Linked DNA regions of Sus scrofa: region 1 is linked to region 2. A link is a contact called in public HiChIP or PLAC-seq data. All regions are on one chromosome and are shown on one strand. The core of a region is the stretch at or near the end of the contact, and the rest is flanking DNA. Distances in the headings are between cores, read along the strand shown. Region 1 overlaps RET (proto-oncogene tyrosine-protein kinase receptor Ret). Region 2 overlaps BMS1 (ribosome biogenesis protein BMS1 homolog).

Region 1 (4,476 bases), core at 1,002-3,501, 230 kb before region 2:
GGAAACGTTTACTGTGAAGTGTAAACAAAATCCTATGCAAAATGGCATTATCGCATGTGCCCACTTACAGTAACAAAAAGCATATATCAGAGTTCCTGTGATAACTCAGTGGTAACGAACCCGACTAGTGTCCACGAGGATGTGGGTTCAATCCTGCCTCAGTGGGTTGAGGATCCGGTGTTGCTGTGAGCTGTGCTGTAGGTCACAGATGCAGCTTGGATCCAGCGTTGCTATGGCTGTGGTGTAGGCTATCGGCTACAGCTCCAATAAGACCCCTAGCCTGGAAACTTCCATGTGCCGTGGTTGTGGCCCTAAAAACACACACACACACAAAAGCATATACCTGCACACCACAGAAAACACTAGAAGGCAATGCCTGCGAGGGCCAGCAGTAGTAATTTAGGGGTGGTGGGATCCTGGTGACTTTTAGTCTCTTGATTATGCTTTTCCCCTGCATTTTCCAATTGTTTGACAGTCAACTTTGTAATCAAAACACAACTTTGTTAAAACTCTCCAAGAACTGCCTTTGCACAGCCCACAGTATTCAAAATATGCATGCTTGTTCACAGCAGAATACTTGGAAGCAAGTTGTTTTTTTGGGAAACCATCAAGAATGCAATTGGACCTAGAAGACTGAGTTTTGGCTCCCGTCTTGGAGAAATTTGGGGCACACAAGCCTACAAACTTACTCAAGGCCACCCCTGCCTGTGGATGGGGAGGGGGGGGCTGGTCCCAGGGGACCTGCTGGAAGCCAGCCCATGCTCAGGCCCCACAGGAGGGGAAATGTTTGGCTGGGCCTGTGTGTCCCTGAGCCAGCCAGAGAGAGGAGGTGAGGGGAGTGGAGAGGAGGGGATGGGAAGAGAGGGTAGCCCAGGGGATCTGCAGCCACCGTTCATGCCCTCACACACTCCACTTCGGCCTTCAGAACTACTGCCTGGGCCCTTGCTGTTTGCTGAATGAATACAGGAGGGCCCCTCAACCTGGGGGTCACGGCTGATGGCCGGCATGAGCGGACAGGCACTCAGGGCCAGCACATTCTCCAGCAGAGCTGCCCAGACAGAGGGCACAGCATGCGTCACCTCCACCCCAGGAAGGCGACTCCCAGACTCACACATCACTCTGGGTGGTGTAGATGTGATCGAAAAGGGACTCAATGGCCATCCATTTGACCGGGATCCGACCCTGCAGGAGGTGAAAGAGAGGTATTAACATTGCTCTGACATCCTGGAACTGGGTGGGGGGCTGGGGAGGTATGTCCCAGGCTCTTCCAGCTCTGAGTAATGACATCCAGCCAGTTCCTGGGTACAGAACTGGCAGCACAGCCTCACAGGGGCTGGAGCTCCAGCCTGGCCCTTCCAGGCTTGGCTGAGATGCTGGAGGGAGTCAGCTGGCCTACCCACAGCTACGTAGGCGTGCCTGTCATGCACCATGTCCCTGTTGAGAAGAGACCAGAGGAACTGATACCAAGTATGAACCAGGTCCCCCTGTGGCTGTCTGGGGAGCTCTGGGGCACCCTGGGTGGTGCTGCCCAATGGGCAGGCCAGGAACACCATCCAGCAAGATCTCCCTTGATCTGTGTATGTGACTTGAGGTTGGTTTTTTGGTTTTATTTTATCCCATGGCCCTTTCAGCATCCTCTGAAAGTGTTCCCCTCCACATAGGTGCTGGGGTCAGACCTAACACATTCTTTCCAATGCAACCCCAGCAATAGCTTTTCAGTACAAGGAGGTGAGGCTTAAGGCATAAAACAATAAAAGAGATGTGCGTTGGATTTTAATGCAATGTTTACTATAATTCCTTTTTCTTTAAACCATTCTTTGGGGAGTTTCCGCTGTGACACAGTGAGTTAAGAATCTGACTGCAGTGGCTCGGGTTTCTGCAGAGGTGTGGATTCAATTCCTGGCCTGCTGCAGTGGATTAAGGATCTGATGCGGCAGCAGCTGCAGCTCAGATTCAATCCCTGGCCAGGGAACTTCCATATGCCACAGGTGTGGCCATAAAAACAAAAACAAAAACCTATTCTTTAGGATTTATGTCCTTAATGAAATGTGACTGTTTCAGGAGTGTGTGTTCCTAACAACACTGCCTGCAGCCTACGAGCTACAGGGCTGTGCATGGCCTATTTTCTTCTTGCTTCATGACGTGTGAGGACTACGGCATCGGCAGGAAAGCTCTCCACCCCCTCTACCCCTCCTCCACAGGGCAGGGAGCAATGTCTTTTCACTTCCCCTTCAGTAGTTCTGAGATATGCTGTCACAACAGAAACCCCAGAAGAAATGAAACATTATCGTCACAGCCCTTAGCAACCCAACAGCTTCTCCTGACCCTCAGAGCCAAGCTGACGTGTGCGCCACCACTGTTGGTGTTTTTCTTTTTGAGCGGCATCTGTTCTGAATGCCAGGTTAACTGTGGCTCTTAGTGGGCCCACGAGCTGCCCCACCTAGTCTGTCACAGGGAGGGCACAGGAGAGGGGCTGAGGACATCAGAATGAAGAGAGTCAAAACCAATGTCGTGAGGAACTGGATGACTTAGGGAGCCAGATTTCCCCAGATGGGCCCTTGATCACCTGTTTCAGTGACTTGGAAAAAAGCTTCTGAAATCCCTACATCCTGGACCCTGTCTCCAGGGCCTCCCCAGACACCGACCAAACTCACTTAGCCAGGTGTCCCCAGGTCCCCGTCCCAGGAGCACCCCCACTTGGTAAAATGGTTCATTCTCTTCTGCAAAGAATGACTACCAAATTTGGGTTTATTTCATTTCTCTCCTCCAAGCAAAGGACTAAAGTTACACAGAAATGCAATAGGGACCTTCATTCTGCAGACGTGAGAGGAACAAGTGTGGAGAAGAAGATTGTTATTTCTGCGTCATTTGATGACCTTCAAAGGTGAGAGTGATTAAAAGCGAGAGAAGCCCCAGGGCCCCTGATCCCCAGTGGGCAGCTCCAAAAGGGCATGTATGGCCCTGAGAAAGGAGAAGGAACAGACTCAGGGTGGGCCCTGAAGTGAGTCTCTGGGGACTCAGAACAAGGAAAGGCTTTGGGGGCGAGAGCTAGACCTTTACACTCTAAAAATCAGCTTTATCTTCTCCAGGTGTTCCAAAGGCTCTGCCCCTGCCCCCAGTGGGCACCCTGACCACCACCCCCATCCAGCCCAGCACACCCCAGGGCCTGGTACCTTGCTCCTCTTCACATAGGAATCCTCTTCATAAACATCTCGGGACAGACCGAAGTCTGAGATCTTCATCCTGCGCCCCTCGGCTACCAGGACATTTCTGGCCGCCAAGTCTCGATGGACGAGCTGCGAGGAAGACAAGGGCAGGGACCCCTGAAACCCAGGCCCGTAGCAGGCAGTGGCGGGGGCTGGGCGGGGGCGGCACACACCTTCATCTCAGCCAGGTACTGCATGCCCCGCGAAATCTGCCACGCAAAGGAGATGAGGTCGCCCATGGTCAGGGCCCGCTCCTCGGGGTTGTCCAGGTAGCTGGAGTGGCGGCTGCCTCCGCTGCCCACATAGCCAGGCCCCGCCTTGCGGCTCTCTCGGAGGAAGCCCCGCAGGGAGCCGTACTTGGCGTACTCCACGATGAGAAGGAGTGGCCCTGGGGGCAGAGGGGGCTGTGGGCTGGCTGCCTGCGGGGTCTGGGCAGGTGAAGGTCAGGCCAGCTCTGCATGTGCTTCCCTACTTGTAAGTGGACAGATGGGCATGGCCCTGCTCTGGGTGGCAGGTGCCTGGGTTCTGGCAGCCTGAGGACTTAAGTCCCAGCTCACTCTCACATCACTTGCAGAGCCTGTGCCAAAGCCAGCTGCCTGGGTGGTTGAGCACAACTTTTGCCCTAGAGAGGGGGTCACTGCATCCTTGGTCCTGCCACAGCATGGCCTGGGGACAGCTGATGGAGGCACAGGGTCTAACTCCGCAGATGGCCACCTGCTCCCTGCCCCTGCCTGCTCTCAGCAGCTCCTAGGCTGCAGTCCTGTCCTTGGCCCAAGCCTGAGTTCTGCTGGTGCTGACCAGTGCTCCTGCTGCCCTCTCCTTGTTGGCTCTCTGTCGCCCTAGCGCCCCCAACACACACACGCACGCATGCATGCAGCAGGTTTGAAAAACCAACAGACCAGGATGCTTTTGTGTGACAAATGGTGACAATGCCTTTGTCCTGCAGGGTTGAGGTTGGATCACCTGGCAGTTATGGCATGTCTAGCCCCCAGTGGGTGCCCAGGAGGCACTGTTCGTTTCTGGAGCTCCCTGCCTTGGGGGCTATGTCTGGGGCAGGGTAATGACAACCAAGATAGTGCCAGAGACCTTGTGGCAACCCCAGCAGGCTCATGGCACACACTCGGGTAGAGGCCTCACACATACACTCCTGCAGAGGGCCTCCTGGCCCCTCACCCTCACAGGAGGGGGCAAGCTCCAGCAGGGTCAGAGACCATGCTTCAAGGAAGACAGAGGACAGGAAACACAGAATGAAAGGATGGGGAAGGGGGAG
Region 2 (4,893 bases), core at 790-3,289:
TCATGGCAATATGATCCAAATTTTATTAACTGCTTTACAGAAAAACTAATTCGTGGAAAACTTCCATTTCTAGCAGAATGGAAGACTGAAACCCTGAACTACCCTCTTATTACAAAACAATTAAATCTTCTGCATTAACAAATCTTTTCAAATGCATTGTTAAGCTGTGAATGAAATAATGGAAGTTCTCAGAGGCCAAAATCTGAATGAAAATGATATTTGAGACAGGAACAGAGAACTTAAAAAAGACTAGGAGTTCCTGCTGTGGCACAGTGAGTTAAGGATCTGGTGTTGCTGCAGCTGTGGTGAGGAACTCTGTCACTCAGTCACTCAGAGTTGGTCTCTGGCCCAGGAAATCTCCACATGTCACAGATGGGCCCGAAAAAAAGGAGAAAAAAATACTAGGAGTGCCTGGCGGTTCAGCAGGTTAAGGATCACAGCAGTGGTGTCACTGCTGTGGTTCTGGTTACTGCAATGGGGCGGATACAATCCCTGGCCCAGGAACTTGTACATGCTGCAGATGCAGCCAAAAAAAAACCCCCCACCGATGAGGCCAACTACTGGAAACGATGTGGAACAGCTAGAAAACTAATAAGCTGTTGGAGCCTAACCTGGTATGAGCTCTGAATACTACAACCATCACACACTGCTGTTGAACACATGTACCCTGGCAATCCCACCCACAAGGATCTACATAACAGAAGTGTGTGCACATGTATGCCAAACAAGTTGCATATAACTGTTCAGGGCAGCTCTCATGATAGCCTAAACCTGGAAATACTGTCCCTTGATGGATAAACTGACACTGTCATACAATGAAATTCTACTCAACAATAACAAAAAATAAATGTCTGCTATATACTAGAACATGAATGAATCTCATAATACTGAAGGAAAGAAATCAGGCAAAATACTATATATTTTATAAAACTCAAAAAAAGGTGGAAGGAATTTACACGTCAGGAACTAAGATGATGGCTGGTTTGAAATGGAGGTGGGATAGTGAGTGACTGACTGGGAGAGGTCACAAGAGGGCTTCTTTTGTGCTAGTAATTCTCTTGCTTGATCCAGGTGATGGCAACTTTTATGTACTAAAATTCATTGAGTTGTATATACTTTTGATTTGTGTGTGAATTTCTGTATGTTAACATTTCAATAAAAAGCTTATTAAAACTTTCAAGAAAACACATACTTCCACATTGTTTCAATAAGAATTAGCACATTAATGTTTTTAAAAGTAATATGTGTATATGGTACAAAAAAAATAGTCTGAGGTGAAGACCACCACTTTTCCTGTGTTCCTTCCAAAATAGTCTACGAATATACGACATGTTTATTCAAATTTAATGTTAGACTTTCTACTTGAAAATTCAAACCATGAGAATATTACAGCATATCTTCTGGATGACACTATCTATAGAGCACATGTGTGACTATACCTTATACAGAGAATCTTTGTTGGGTTTTAGTTTGATGCCATGGACAAGCCGGAGTTGACCAGTTGTCCGCATTCCTGACCAGGTGTCTTTCTCACCAACTGGTTTCAACAAAGATGTTACAGGGTTATAGAAGGCTGGAACGGAGACAGGATACCAAGTTCTCATGAAGACAATATCTGGAAAGAGAAGAAATTTACATTAACACTTTCTTCCCTCCCACCCCTTTTAAGGCCACATCTGCAGCATATGGAAGTTCCCAGGCTAGGGGTTGAATTGGAGCTGTAGCTGCCGGCCTATGCCACAGCCCTAGCAACTCGGGTGCAGTTTTCGGCAACGCCGTATCCTTAACCCACTGAGCAAGGCCAGGCGTCAAACCCACATCCCTATGGATACTAATTGGGTTCTTAACCCACTCAGCCACAATGGGAGCTCCATATTAACATTTTCAAAAGATTCATATTCATCTCAGTAAATAAGAGAACAAAATACTGACCCCAAACTTCTCCAGCTAGATGCAAAGTATTTGAAGAGAGACTTTGCCCAGTGAACTACTCTTTCATTGGGTGTGTCAATCATATCCACACCCATAAAACTTTCACTGGGTGAATCACATGGCTCTAGACACAGCATGACTTGGCATAATACCCAAGATGCTCCAACTAGGGAGAGCTATAGCTGACTCCTGTTTCTAAAGACTTAAAACTGCCACCTGTACTTCATACTGGCTAGAAGCCAATAGTGAATGGTAACACAACGTTAAAAACACACCACAAAGGATATTTACCACTCATCAGCAATTTATCCTCAAAGGTGGCCCGGAAAGCTCCTTCTGGAGCCCTGAGTGCCTTCTTGATCTGTCCCCTTATTCCACTGACAGTTCGAATCACAGCACCTTCAAATTTGGCCACTTCCAAGGCAGAATTAAACATTCCCTATAAGTATATATATAAAAGAAAACAAATATACATACAAAGTTAGATATTTTACCTCTCAGTTCATAAATATATCCTTGGTTAAAAAACAAAAAAAATAATTCATTGGAATTACTAGGTCAAAAGGAATACAATTCTATTTTCCCTCAAATAAAATATTAATCAAGATTCTATTGTAGGCACTAACATGCTCATCACTACCTTTGTAGAAAAGAAGATCAAAAAGATATTTATTGGACTGAAGTGGCCCCGATGGCCTTTGCCATCATCTCACAAAGCTGGACTACAGCTCTTATCCTATTACTTAGGTGTACACACTCAGAAAATAAAGAGAGCTGGATAAATGCTGATGGTAGTATTCCCTTATAAGAACATTTCGTGATCGATCATCTTAACTCTGTGTTTTTAATGGAAACATCCCCTGCTAAAGAAATTTTCAGTAGGTGTTGCCCAAACTACCCTTCTATGATATACTGCATTAACAGAGTGTCCATTTCTCTGTACCCTTGCCAACAAGTACTTCTGCAAATTGCTTTGTCTATTTTTCTAATGATCTGTTTGAAAATGCTATGATTTTCCCCTCTCTTAATACAAACCGAAAAGGTAGGAAACAAAACCCAGTGAATAGGATTACATATTTTCAATATTAGCTCTGCAACAGCCTCATATGGGAGTAAAAAGTAATAGCCTCAATCACCAAATATCTCTATTTTACTTCACCTAAAGATTTCTGAACATATTAAGTAACACAGAGACTAATATATAGAAGTAAACTAAAAATATCAAAGACTAAGATTATGAAAGATTTCAAGCACTTTTCAGACTTATCTCTTAGACCTATATTAGAATTCATTACTCCTTTAACAACATATTAAATACGTGAATACACAGATATACAGACCTTAATGAATGAAGTGTTCTTGAAAATTTTATATGGAAAGCCAGTTAGCTTTAATTTCTTCACAATTTTTATAGATTTATCCAGATCAAGGACAACTCCTGTGGCAGCTATCCGGAAATCAGGCTAAAAAGGAATCCCCAAAATCTGATACAGGAATACTATCAGCAGGAGAAAAACTTATTTCTCTCTAATGCAATAAATTACCAAAGTGCATTTCACTTACAATCACATAAGAAAAATGAGAATATCTGAACATGCAAAACAGTATTTTAACAAAATCTATTTGATAGTATAATACTGTAATACTATTATACTATACTACTGTCTGAGGGTGATTTCATAGTAACACAGTTTCACAATGATGCATGAATGAAAAGGAATATGAAAATCTGGTTACAATGTTTGAGAAATTAAATTTTAGACATTCAGGGTGGATTCCAATTGCTCATTATTCAGTTTTCTGTTAAATGGAGCCAATAAAACCTGCTCTGATTGGTCAAATGAAGACTGTGTGAACATACTTTGCTAAACCAGCATTACTGGTGGTAGTCTTATGTCTAGTAGTACCTGATGTATATACCACAACTTAGCAGAGTGCTAAGCTCATAGTGAGCACTGCTAAAATATTTTTAGCATGTCCATAAAAACATAAAAATACAGAAATGTCATCAGTACCATTAAAATTCTTTTACTTCCTTCTTCTCCACTCCCATACTTTACTTAAAAAGACGTACGAATATTGAAAGCAAAGAGAAGTTTACTACAAATACTAAAAATGAGTAATTTTCAACTTAAAGTTTCAGGTACATATTCCATATTCAAGACATATTTCTGAAACTCAGTCTATAAAATAAAACATCCAAGATAGTTACCATTATGCCACTGACAGACTGTATTGCCAAGAACCCAGTACCCTGTGGAGTGATAGGACCTTAAAGAAAAAAAAAAAAAAAAAAAAGAAAGAAATACATTGAACCATACATTCTGGATTCCATTTTATATATAGACTCCAATCCAAAAAAGAAAAATCTTATGAACTGGGATTTCATAAAAGGAAAAAAGCAAAACTATAATGATAAAAGCTTAAAAGGTTTAGGAGTTCCTGTCGTGGCTCAGCGGTAAGGAACCCGACTAGTATCCATAAGATGCAGTTTTGACCCCTGGCCCTGCTCAGTGGGTTAGGGATCTGGTTGCCGTGAGCTGCAGTGTAGGTTGACTGTTACAGCTCTGATTTGACCCCTAACCTGGGAACTTCCGTATGCCACAGGTATAGCTCTAAAAAGACCAAAAAAAAAAAGAAAGAAAGAAAGAAAGAAAGAAAAGAAGAGCCTTAAATTAACCTACGAGCAAGTTTATTCTAATTCCTTTTTACCCCAAAAGGTTGCTCCACAATGCATGTGCTGTGGGGTGTATTTCAGAAGCCTCTGTCTTCCATTGTGGTCTTCAATATAATAAAGCGGGATAGTCTGGAACCGCCTCCACCCAACAGAAAAAATGATTGGATCTCGGGACTTGAGGATTTTTTTATACCAACGATGTTTCTTCAGACGCATCTGAGGGGAAAGGGATCTCAGTAAGATTACTGGTGCCAAGTACGTCCAAAGAACCTCAATTATTAAGC

The links. HiChIP or PLAC-seq counts read pairs in DNA pulled down with a chosen protein or histone mark.
Region 1: a contact with region 2 is called in an H3K27ac HiChIP or PLAC-seq map of alveolar macrophages. The contact joins two enhancer-like sites. A contact is called at or near these places in 1 of 47 Hi-C or Micro-C datasets (epiblast stem cells) and 1 of 2 datasets of contacts at active chromatin or transcription factors (alveolar macrophages).

What each region holds. Positions count from the first base shown.
Region 1 is chr14:61,349,641-61,354,116 of Sscrofa11.1, reverse strand. RET (proto-oncogene tyrosine-protein kinase receptor Ret) reads right to left here. Exons shown (of 22, transcript XM_021072832.1): 16 at 3,380-3,594; 17 at 3,174-3,296; 18 at 1,112-1,182. Among named protein-coding and RNA genes, the nearest start is that of CSGALNACT2, 20 kb to the left of the region's middle. Within about 2 kb of position 2,251, at least 17 of the 83 cell types and tissues checked have an H3K27ac peak or open chromatin away from gene starts, as enhancers often do. A contact at or near this core is called in alveolar macrophages, where this site is marked.
Region 2 is chr14:61,118,782-61,123,674 of Sscrofa11.1, reverse strand. BMS1 (ribosome biogenesis protein BMS1 homolog) reads right to left here. Exons shown (of 24, transcript XM_005670994.3): 18 at 4,645-4,825; 19 at 4,145-4,203; 20 at 3,273-3,395; 21 at 2,224-2,371; 22 at 1,440-1,615. Among named protein-coding and RNA genes, the nearest start is that of BMS1, 65 kb to the right of the region's middle. Within about 2 kb of position 2,039, at least 4 of the 83 cell types and tissues checked have an H3K27ac peak or open chromatin away from gene starts, as enhancers often do. A contact at or near this core is called in alveolar macrophages, where this site is marked.